Regions from separate parts of the Mus musculus genome. Here regions 1 and 2 are each linked to region 3. Evidence: chromatin contacts called from public ChIA-PET and promoter capture Hi-C data. All regions are on one chromosome and are shown on one strand. The core of a region is the stretch at or near the end of the contact, and the rest is flanking DNA. Distances in the headings are between cores, read along the strand shown.

Region 1 (2,700 bases), core at 83-2,582, 200 kb before region 3:
GCCAACTAAAATTAATGAACTTTTCCTGCCAAAAAGAGCTCGGCTCCCAATTCGGTCATGTGTTGCCAAATAGACAGTGTGAATGAAGTCAGCCTGCGAAGAAAATAAGAACATTCCAGAGGAGCAGGAGTTGGAGACACGCTGTCCCTGACTTCAGCACACTGATCTAAAGATATCCCCCACCCCAGCAGAAGCAGCCCAGACCTGTAGCTGATTCACCCATAGAATGTTTCTCTCCACAGCGCACTCAATATTTTGTAGCCTCTTGTTAATTCCCACCTCCCTTCTGTAAGCCCCTTTGTTACCTGGTCTCATCCTCTGGCTCCTCTGAGCTCAGAGGAGGCCCCTCTCTTTCTCTGACCCCAGCCATGGTCAGTGATAACAGGACCCACAATACCTACCTAAGTCTTAACTCCTCCACCCTTTACATCACAGTCTGTTTTCCCCTATACCATAATAAAAGAATCTGATGTCAACAGCCCCGTGGCACTCCTGGGTCCTTACCACTCTCAATGTACTTGGCAGAAGACTGTCAGCCCTGAACAACTTTCCCCAGGAAGCTGGCATGCTGAAGGGAGAGCCACAGGGCCTTAGCACCTGCCAAGACAGCCATGTGCAAGTGCCTGCCCCAGGGAGGACAATAGCCTGGCTCAGCTAGCGCAAACTATAATTGAAGCTGAATGCAATTAATTGTATAATTCTGAGTCATTTCAGATTAATTCTGCTAAAATTCAAATCCTAAAAGTAGGGCACGAGAAAAGAATCAGTTTCACAAAGAAATCAGACATAAATAAAGTCTACACCAGCCCTGGGTTTTTGCCCAACACTGAGAGCTAAGCACAATAACATTGGAGTTATCAATCAAAAATAAATTTAACCCAAATACAATGATATCACAACCCACAGTTTTAGATGCTAAAAAGCCTAAGCAGCCTTGTTATTTGGTCTAAGAAAAAAAAATGTTATGATATTTGGATGCCTGTGTCTGTCTACTCCCGGAGACTTTCATGTCATTCAGTCTGAAGTGGATAATGAGGACCACAAGAACAATCAAACCAGCTGTAGAAGCTGCAGTCAGAAAGATGGGCGTGGCCTGTGGGAGACCAGATGGCCGCACTTAAACCCTGGTTTCCACTCTCTCCTTGGGACCTCCTCGAGTTCCAGTTCCTGCTTCACCACGGAGCCTCCTGACTTCATGGGAGCCTTCTCTGTGGTGTCAGGCATGGATATGCCATGGCCCATGGCCATCTAGCCAGTAGGAAGTGAGCGGAGGTAGACTTCTGCATCCGGACTCAGGCCTCTGGGGTGTGGAGGGCTGTCAGCTTCCGCCTCCCAAATACTTCTGAACTTACAAAGACAGCAAACGCAATCAGGGAAACAGTGAGGGGCTCTGTGCACACAACATGGGGACTGGGTGAGTTCCTGTGTCTTTGGAGAAACACCCAAGGTTCCAACGGGGTTCAGAAAGCTGGGGTGGAACTCAGTGGTAGAGTCATGCCCTGATGCGTGAGGTCCTGGTTCTGTGGCTGACCTGGGAGTGGGGTTAAGGAGAGTTCGCTCTAGAACCATCTGTGGGCTTTTGGAATCTAATTTTACATTGAAGTGTGCAAAGCTCTGTTCTTAAAAGCATCTGTGCCATGAAAACAAGCAGAGCCCGTCTGCATCTTGTGACCAAACACTCCAAGAAGTTCTTGGAAATTGAAAGGTCTCAGGAGGAACCGGAAACCTCAACACCCATCAGGGCAGTTCCTTATTCCTGTCGCACACAGCTGCGCTGCCTGCTCCTCGACACTTCTTGTCAGCAGATGGGTTCCTGTGAGAACAGATGATCCTCTCTGTAAGTGCCCACACAGAGGACTCTGGAAACACCTGTGTTGAACCAGGACTCAGGGTCCCATTCCAGTCAGCTCTGGGGCCTGGGCCACTGTCAGACACCAAGTGGCTTGTGAGGGACAGATGGGGGCTCTCCTGAGGTCACTTAGTGTCCAGCTATACGAAAGCTGTGAGGACACAGACATTTCTCCAGACAAAATGAAGCCACTGGCAGTATTTTCCAATAAGCCCAATCCTCTAGGCTCCGTGGCTAGGAGGGTCACCCACTGCCTGTACTGATTCAGTCGGTTTAGAAACGTCTCTGTGACACAGGGGGGTCATAAACAACTTCATATAAATGAGAGACGTGCTCAGCAGAATGAGAGGCCTGCTGGAGGCTGCGAGGGAGGAAGCACTAATCTGATTTACTCCCCGGCGATGTCCCGTTTCCAATCCAATTTTCTGGACACTGAGATGGAGACAGGATCGAAATGGTATTTGCCAGGAGCAAGAAGAGAGATATTTCTGTCCCCTGGCCTTTGTCTTTATTAGAGATCAGCCCGGAGTGAGCCAAACTCTATAGGAAGCCCAGGGTTCATAACATGACTTTGTGTCAGAGACTTTGATTCATGGTCTTGGCTGGCAGGCAGGGCTGTGGGCAGAAGACGGGGACCCAAGCTCTTTCCCTGCTGGGCCCTGACATAGTGGGGATCGGTTGCCTGGGCACTTACAGGAAGGGTTCTCTGATGATCGAAGTGCAACCAACTCATCCATAATAGCTGTCCAGCCCTGGACACTGTGAGAATATGAACATTTAAGTTTTTCCTCCGAGTAGGCTAATTAGGGGAAAAAAAAATCAAAGCTACTAGCATTCTGTGAACTAACACA
Region 2 (2,700 bases), core at 45-2,544, 150 kb before region 3:
GTGGTGTCTAGTGTGTGTATATATGTGTGTGTGTATATATATGTGTGTGTGTGTGTGTGTGTGTAGGTGTGTGTGGTGTGTATTTGTGTGATGATTGTCTGTGTGGTATGTGTGAATGGTGTCTAGTGTGTGTATTTGTGTGATATGTGTAATATGGTTCTAGTGTGTGGTATCTGGTATGTGTGTATGTGTGTGTATGAGTAGGTGTGTACGTGTATTTTTAGGCATGTGTGTATGAGTGAGTGTGTATGTGTGTGTATGTTTGTATATGAGTGAATTGGGGGGGGGTACAAGAGCTTGAGAAGGCAGAGGTAGGAGGGGCATGTGGGCACGTGGTGAATCCTGAGAAAAGAATTGGAGGATTTGTTCCACTGTCCTTCCCAATCCATTTAGAAAATTTCTAAATAAGTTAAAATTAAGTGAACTAACACAGAGTGGCTCCTTACAATGGCTAATTTTGATTGTCAGCTCAATGGGATTGAGAATCACCAATCACCATGGTAACCAGTCTCTGTGTGAGACTGTAAGAGATTATCTGGATGGGTCACCCAGGGTGGGAAGACACACTAAATGTGGGTGACCATTCCATGGGCTTGGTGGGCTCTCACATTGACTAAAAAGGGGAAAATGAGTTGGGGTCCGAGAGCCATTGCTCTGTGCTTTTGACAGGGTGCCCTGGAACCAGCTGCCTAACGTTCCTGCAGCCACACCCTCTCTGCCATGGTAAGCCGAGTAAACTCCTCCTGCTTTAAAGTTGCTTGCCCAAGTATTTTTTTTTTTTTTCCGCAGCAACAAGACAAGTACTAAGACAGTGTTCCATCATTAAATGAGCCATAAGAAAGCTGGTGTTTTGTGATTGTACTTGTTTGCTTCTTTGTTTAAGGTTACTCGCTGGTTTGTCCCATCAGCCCCATGGCTGATGAAAAGGGTCTGTGGAGCTTTTCCTTCCAGCTGCTGCCAGGCACTGTGGTGGGCACAGCCAAAGATACCCTGAGCCTGCTCCACGGGTGACGTACTAGGCAGCACCCAGGCCACCTGAGAGGAGAGGCTGCATAACGAAGAGAAATGAAGCTTTCTTCTGCTCTTGGGGGAGGAAGAGGACACAGAAGACCATCCAAGAGGCCTGCCACACTCGACTGTCTAGGAGATGAAAGAATGGGGCACTAAGGCCAGGGAAGCGGCATGGAGACTTGCACCTAGGATCTCCACAAGCGTGGGCGGGGCCGGCACCTTGGCAGGGTGAAAGCACTCAAGCAACCACAGTGGAAGGGATCACGTGATCCCCCTTCTCTGCTTTCAAAGCTTCTCCCAGGTTGCACACCGTGAAAGCAACCCAACAGAGCTGTAAGTAGTACAGTCAGAGCTCCTGTGACAGGGAGTAAAAGCACCTGGAGGTCCCTGTAACCCCTCTAGCCTGTCACGTGGGAAATCCCTTTCCAGCCCAGACACAGGCCCCACAAAAGCCCACGGCAGGCTGCTTTAGTGACTGAGGCCTTCAGGGTTGCCAGAGTCCCTCATCCGCACACCTGGACCCCCCAGCTTCGCAGGCTTCTGGGCTCCAGAACTGGCGTCTGCTCTCATCTGGGAGAAAGGCAAGGCAGAGCACTTCTAGCATCCTCCTTCCATAATGACATGAGAGGGGGCTGCCTACTCCTCTGGCTTGGCAACGTATATGGCAGGAGGGTAGGGGATGTTAAAGGAGAGGCATCGGGATTAACAGATGACAGAATCTATTTTACAGAAAACAACTAGAGGGGAGAAGCCTGTGGATATCGCAATGAAGCCTTCTGGGACCCTCACAAGGGTCATCTGAGCAACAAGGGGTCCATGCCGAGGGTAGACTGCATCCCCAAAGACATGAACTTGATGACCACAGGGAAGTTCTGAAATCAAAGCTCACACGGCTCATCTCAGCCTTCTCAGGACCACTCCCAACCATGCTGACAAGGCAGAGGTCAAAACACTTGGAGAAACAGGTTCACTCTTCTTTTTAGGTTTTAAAAAAAAAGTCTCAAAGAGCTTGCTGTGTAATTATAAGGACCTGCACTTTGTCCCCAGAACCCAGGTTAAAAAAAAAAAAAAAAAAAAAAAAAAAGAGAGAAAAAGAGAGAGTGAGAAAGCCTGATATGGTGGTATGTGCTTCTAAATCCAGTGCTGGAAAGGCAGGGACCAATTCCTGGGACTCCCTGGCAGTCTAGCCTAATTGGTAGACCCCAGTCCAGTGAGAGACCTTTTCTCAAAAGAACTCCTAGGTCATGCTCCACTAGAAATAAGCCATGCCTAAGACCCTACAGGAAGGTCAAAAATAAAGGCCTCTTTTACTGAGCTGTCAGGAGTCTCCACAAGCCCAGGGTTTTCTCTCAGAGCTACCTGCCAAGAGTCCCACTCACTCGCCCACTCACTCACTCACTCACTCACTCCTCTTTCTCCTAGTTTTGCATCTCATTGTGGATGGATATCTATTAGCCTTGATCTGACCCTGTGGCAGGTCCTGTCTCACCAGACACTGTGTGTGCAGAAACCTCAGTGTTACCGCCCACGTAGTGGCCAATGCCGTCATTCATCAGACACTAGAAACTCATGTAAGCAGAGCTTAGCATGTCACTTGTGTCTGACCCCTAACCCTACTCAGAGAGAAGGAAAATTAATCTTGGAATGTTTTCCTATTTCACTACACGCAGGTGTCAATCATCCTGCCGA
Region 3 (2,700 bases), core at 67-2,566:
AAGTCTGTATCCTTTGATCAGTAAGTGCACCTCTTCCAAGTGGTCTCTGACTCGTCTCATTTCTGCATACGTGGGTTTTACAATCTGATTCTTAGTACCAACGATCTGGATTGTGGGACAATCGCTCAGCTGCGAGTGTGCTCAAATAATGCTTTTGGAAACCAAATATTCTTGAAAGCATTCTTTCTTCTGTAGTACAAATTGCCTCTGAAATAATGAACAATTGCTGTCTCTTCCAGGGAGGTGGATTCCAAAGTGCACCTTGAAAGAACGTAGTCTTCTTCTGGAAGCTGAAAACAGCTAATTGCAAACAAGCGACTCCTCTACTTTCCTTATGTAAACTTGAAAAGATGCTTCAAGCTGTGCTTCAATTGAGGTTTGGCACCACACTGAGTGCATCGCAAAGACTCTGCAGAGGGATTCTATTGTGAACTTAGGTGAAAAGCAGCGGCACACTGCATTTCATTGAAGGGAGTGTTTTTTACAATTTAAATTTTGTTTCTGTTGGTATTTTAAATTATCCAGTTCAGAGCTTCCAGAAACGTAAAAGATCAAAGAACACCAGTACACAGCAAAGTTGACCGCCCGAGGTCCACCAGACTTCCTGGGAAGCGCAAAAATACATTTTCTCCCCTACTTGATGGTACTATTCTGTACAGAGTGTTAAACAGAAAGCTTTTAAATTTCAGTTCAGGATCTTGCAGGGTTAGTGTTTTCAGACTTATGATGGTTCTAAATAACAAATGTAAATATCCTGCTCGTTGTTTTGAATAATTCACCTCTGGAGTGTGAACTAACAAGGGTAAATTTTCATGCTTCGGACTTACTCAACGGTGATGTCTGTTCAAACGACAGGCTTTTCTGCCAATTACTGTCCAGTAGTTCCATCACTTTTGAGTTTTTCTTGTTCTTTCTCCTCAATCTTTAAAGTGCTCACAAGCGACTGAGTAAGAAGTCAGGAAGATGCAGCATCCACTGTATAGTCCAGGGATCACAGAAGATTAAGCCTGGAAACTAACCGTTCTGGGGAGATGGGCTAAAACCACGAGCTCGGCGCCTGCGCAGTAGACTAGACAGTTACCATAGCAACGGAGCTGCTTGCTGGCGCCATTTCTCGGAGGGTGGGGAAACAGTGAGGAGGGAAGTCTCCGCCCTTAGCATGCGAACTGCCCGAAGGGCGGAAATTCCCGCCCCCTCGGACTTGAGGAGCAGTGACAGACCTAACCCGGAGCGTCGCCATGGCAACAGAGTTGAATGCCAGCCGCAGCTCGAGGGGGCGGGACAGGCGAGTTTGCTAGTCCCGCCCCCGGTTTGCTGGACGGCCCGCAAGGATTTGAAACCGTTTGGCTGTGGCGGCTGGGCGTCGGCGGCCGAGTGGACGGCTTGCTTGTTGGGGCGCCAGGTTCTCTCTCTCTTGTTTCTCCCATCGACAATCCCCACCCGCCTCCTACTCCCAGGTTCTGAGTGGAATTTTGCGCGGGATGGAGCCCCCGCGCGTGCGGGTTGGCCCGGGGAGGGGCGTCGCCCGCAGGCCCGGGACCCGCGCTTGCGGCCTGTGTGGCGCGCGCGCCGGCGGGGTCAGCAGCCGAGCGACGGCCAGGGAAAAGTTCTCAGGAAAGTTTGGGCAGGCGGCATGGCGGGACCCAGAACCCCGAGGTAGGGGGCTTGCGGTTGTGAGAAGAGGTCTGTGTCCTGGAGCAGGTAGGAGAGCGGCCCGGGCCTGGGTGGGCCACACAGGCGCCGCTCCCGGTGCCCACTCGGGCGGAGGAAGTGACCGCCAGGAACCGGACCGCTGCAGTTCTTAGGTGCTGTCAGATCAGTCAGAGGAGGAGAATCAGACTGCAGGCCGACTCCGAGAAAGTCCTGATGAACAGTGAACTTGCAAGGACCCAGACTGGAGTCCCTGCCCTTTGGGGACCCAGCCTGGAGTCCTTGCCCTTTGTGGGGACATAGAGTGTAGTGATCCAGAGAGCAAATAAATAGGACCGCTGACCTTTGTTTCATCTTCGAGACAGAGTGGAATTCACAGAGATCCACCTGCCTCTGCCTCCTGAGTACCCCCCCCCCCATCAGTATGCTGGTATTTTTATGATTTGCATTTCCTATTTAAAGATACATGAAAGTAAGATAGAAAAGGCAATCAAAATGCCAGTGAACCTCATTACACAGCGACCACCTCTCCAATGCCCAGCAAAGCGGAGAGGAGGATAATTGTGCAGTATTCAGGTCCAGGATTGTCTCTTGGATTTGGGTCAGGTCCTGCACACTGTTAAGCCCCAGCTTCAGGCCTGTAAAGGACAATGGGAACTGTTCCTGTCAAGTTAGGTGCATTTGATGACATGCCGGGATACAGTTATGACACTCATAGTCTTGACCTCAGATATTTTCAGGAACTGTCCAACTTGTTTTAAAGAGAGTCTCTCACTTGGACCTGGGCTCCCTGATTAAGCTTAGCTGGCAGCCCAGTGTCTTCTGGGAAGGCTTCTGTCCCCCCTTCCTTCAAAAAAGGCAAAACAACCAAAACCCCCAAATGTGCCCGGGTAACCCTTGTTGATTTGTTGGCGTTTCAGGGCTTCTGTGTTATTCTTCACAATATACTCAACATATAATCTGATGGAACAAAAAGCATTTACACAACTTTCAGGAATAGATTGCGCTTGGCGAGGGGCATGCTCTGCATATGAAGTGTGTCTCTCCTTT

Evidence for each region. Promoter capture Hi-C pulls out the DNA fragments that hold promoters and counts their contacts. ChIA-PET counts read pairs in DNA pulled down with a chosen protein or histone mark.
Region 1: a contact with region 3 is called in a promoter capture Hi-C map of liver, with 2.1 times the contacts expected there. The contact joins the enhancer-like site here to the promoter of Cep112 in region 3. A contact is called at or near these places in 2 of 39 promoter capture datasets (hippocampal neurons and liver), 4 of 484 Hi-C or Micro-C datasets (cerebral cortex, embryonic stem cells and muscle stem cells), 3 of 115 datasets of contacts at active chromatin or transcription factors (effector CD8 T cells, embryonic stem cells and memory CD8 T cells) and 2 of 9 other capture datasets (liver and macrophages).
Region 2: an RNA polymerase II ChIA-PET map of effector CD8 T cells shows a contact between it and region 3, with 11 read pairs. The contact joins the enhancer-like site here to the promoter of Cep112 in region 3. A contact is called at or near these places in 1 of 15 datasets of contacts at CTCF or cohesin (the NIH/3T3 cell line), 2 of 484 Hi-C or Micro-C datasets (the HL-1 cell line and reprogramming fibroblasts) and 4 of 115 datasets of contacts at active chromatin or transcription factors (astrocytes, effector CD8 T cells, memory CD8 T cells and 1 more).

The regions. Positions count from the first base shown.
Region 1 is chr11:108,221,604-108,224,303 of GRCm38.p6, forward strand. The region is part of intron 2 of Prkca (protein kinase C, alpha); the gene reads right to left. Among named protein-coding and RNA genes, the nearest start is that of Gm11655, 50 kb to the left of the region's middle. Within about 2 kb of position 1,333, at least 167 of the 459 cell types and tissues checked have an H3K27ac peak or open chromatin away from gene starts, as enhancers often do. A contact at or near this core is called in cerebral cortex, liver and memory CD8 T cells, where this site is marked.
Region 2 is chr11:108,270,242-108,272,941 of GRCm38.p6, forward strand. All of the region lies in intron 2 of Prkca (protein kinase C, alpha), which reads right to left. Among named protein-coding and RNA genes, the nearest start is that of Prkca, 72 kb to the right of the region's middle. Within about 2 kb of position 1,295, at least 48 of the 459 cell types and tissues checked have an H3K27ac peak or open chromatin away from gene starts, as enhancers often do. A contact at or near this core is called in the HL-1 cell line, effector CD8 T cells and memory CD8 T cells, where this site is marked.
Region 3 is chr11:108,423,950-108,426,649 of GRCm38.p6, forward strand. Cep112 (centrosomal protein 112) reads left to right here and starts at 1,317. Exons shown (of 27, transcript NM_001373899.1): 1 at 1,317-1,402.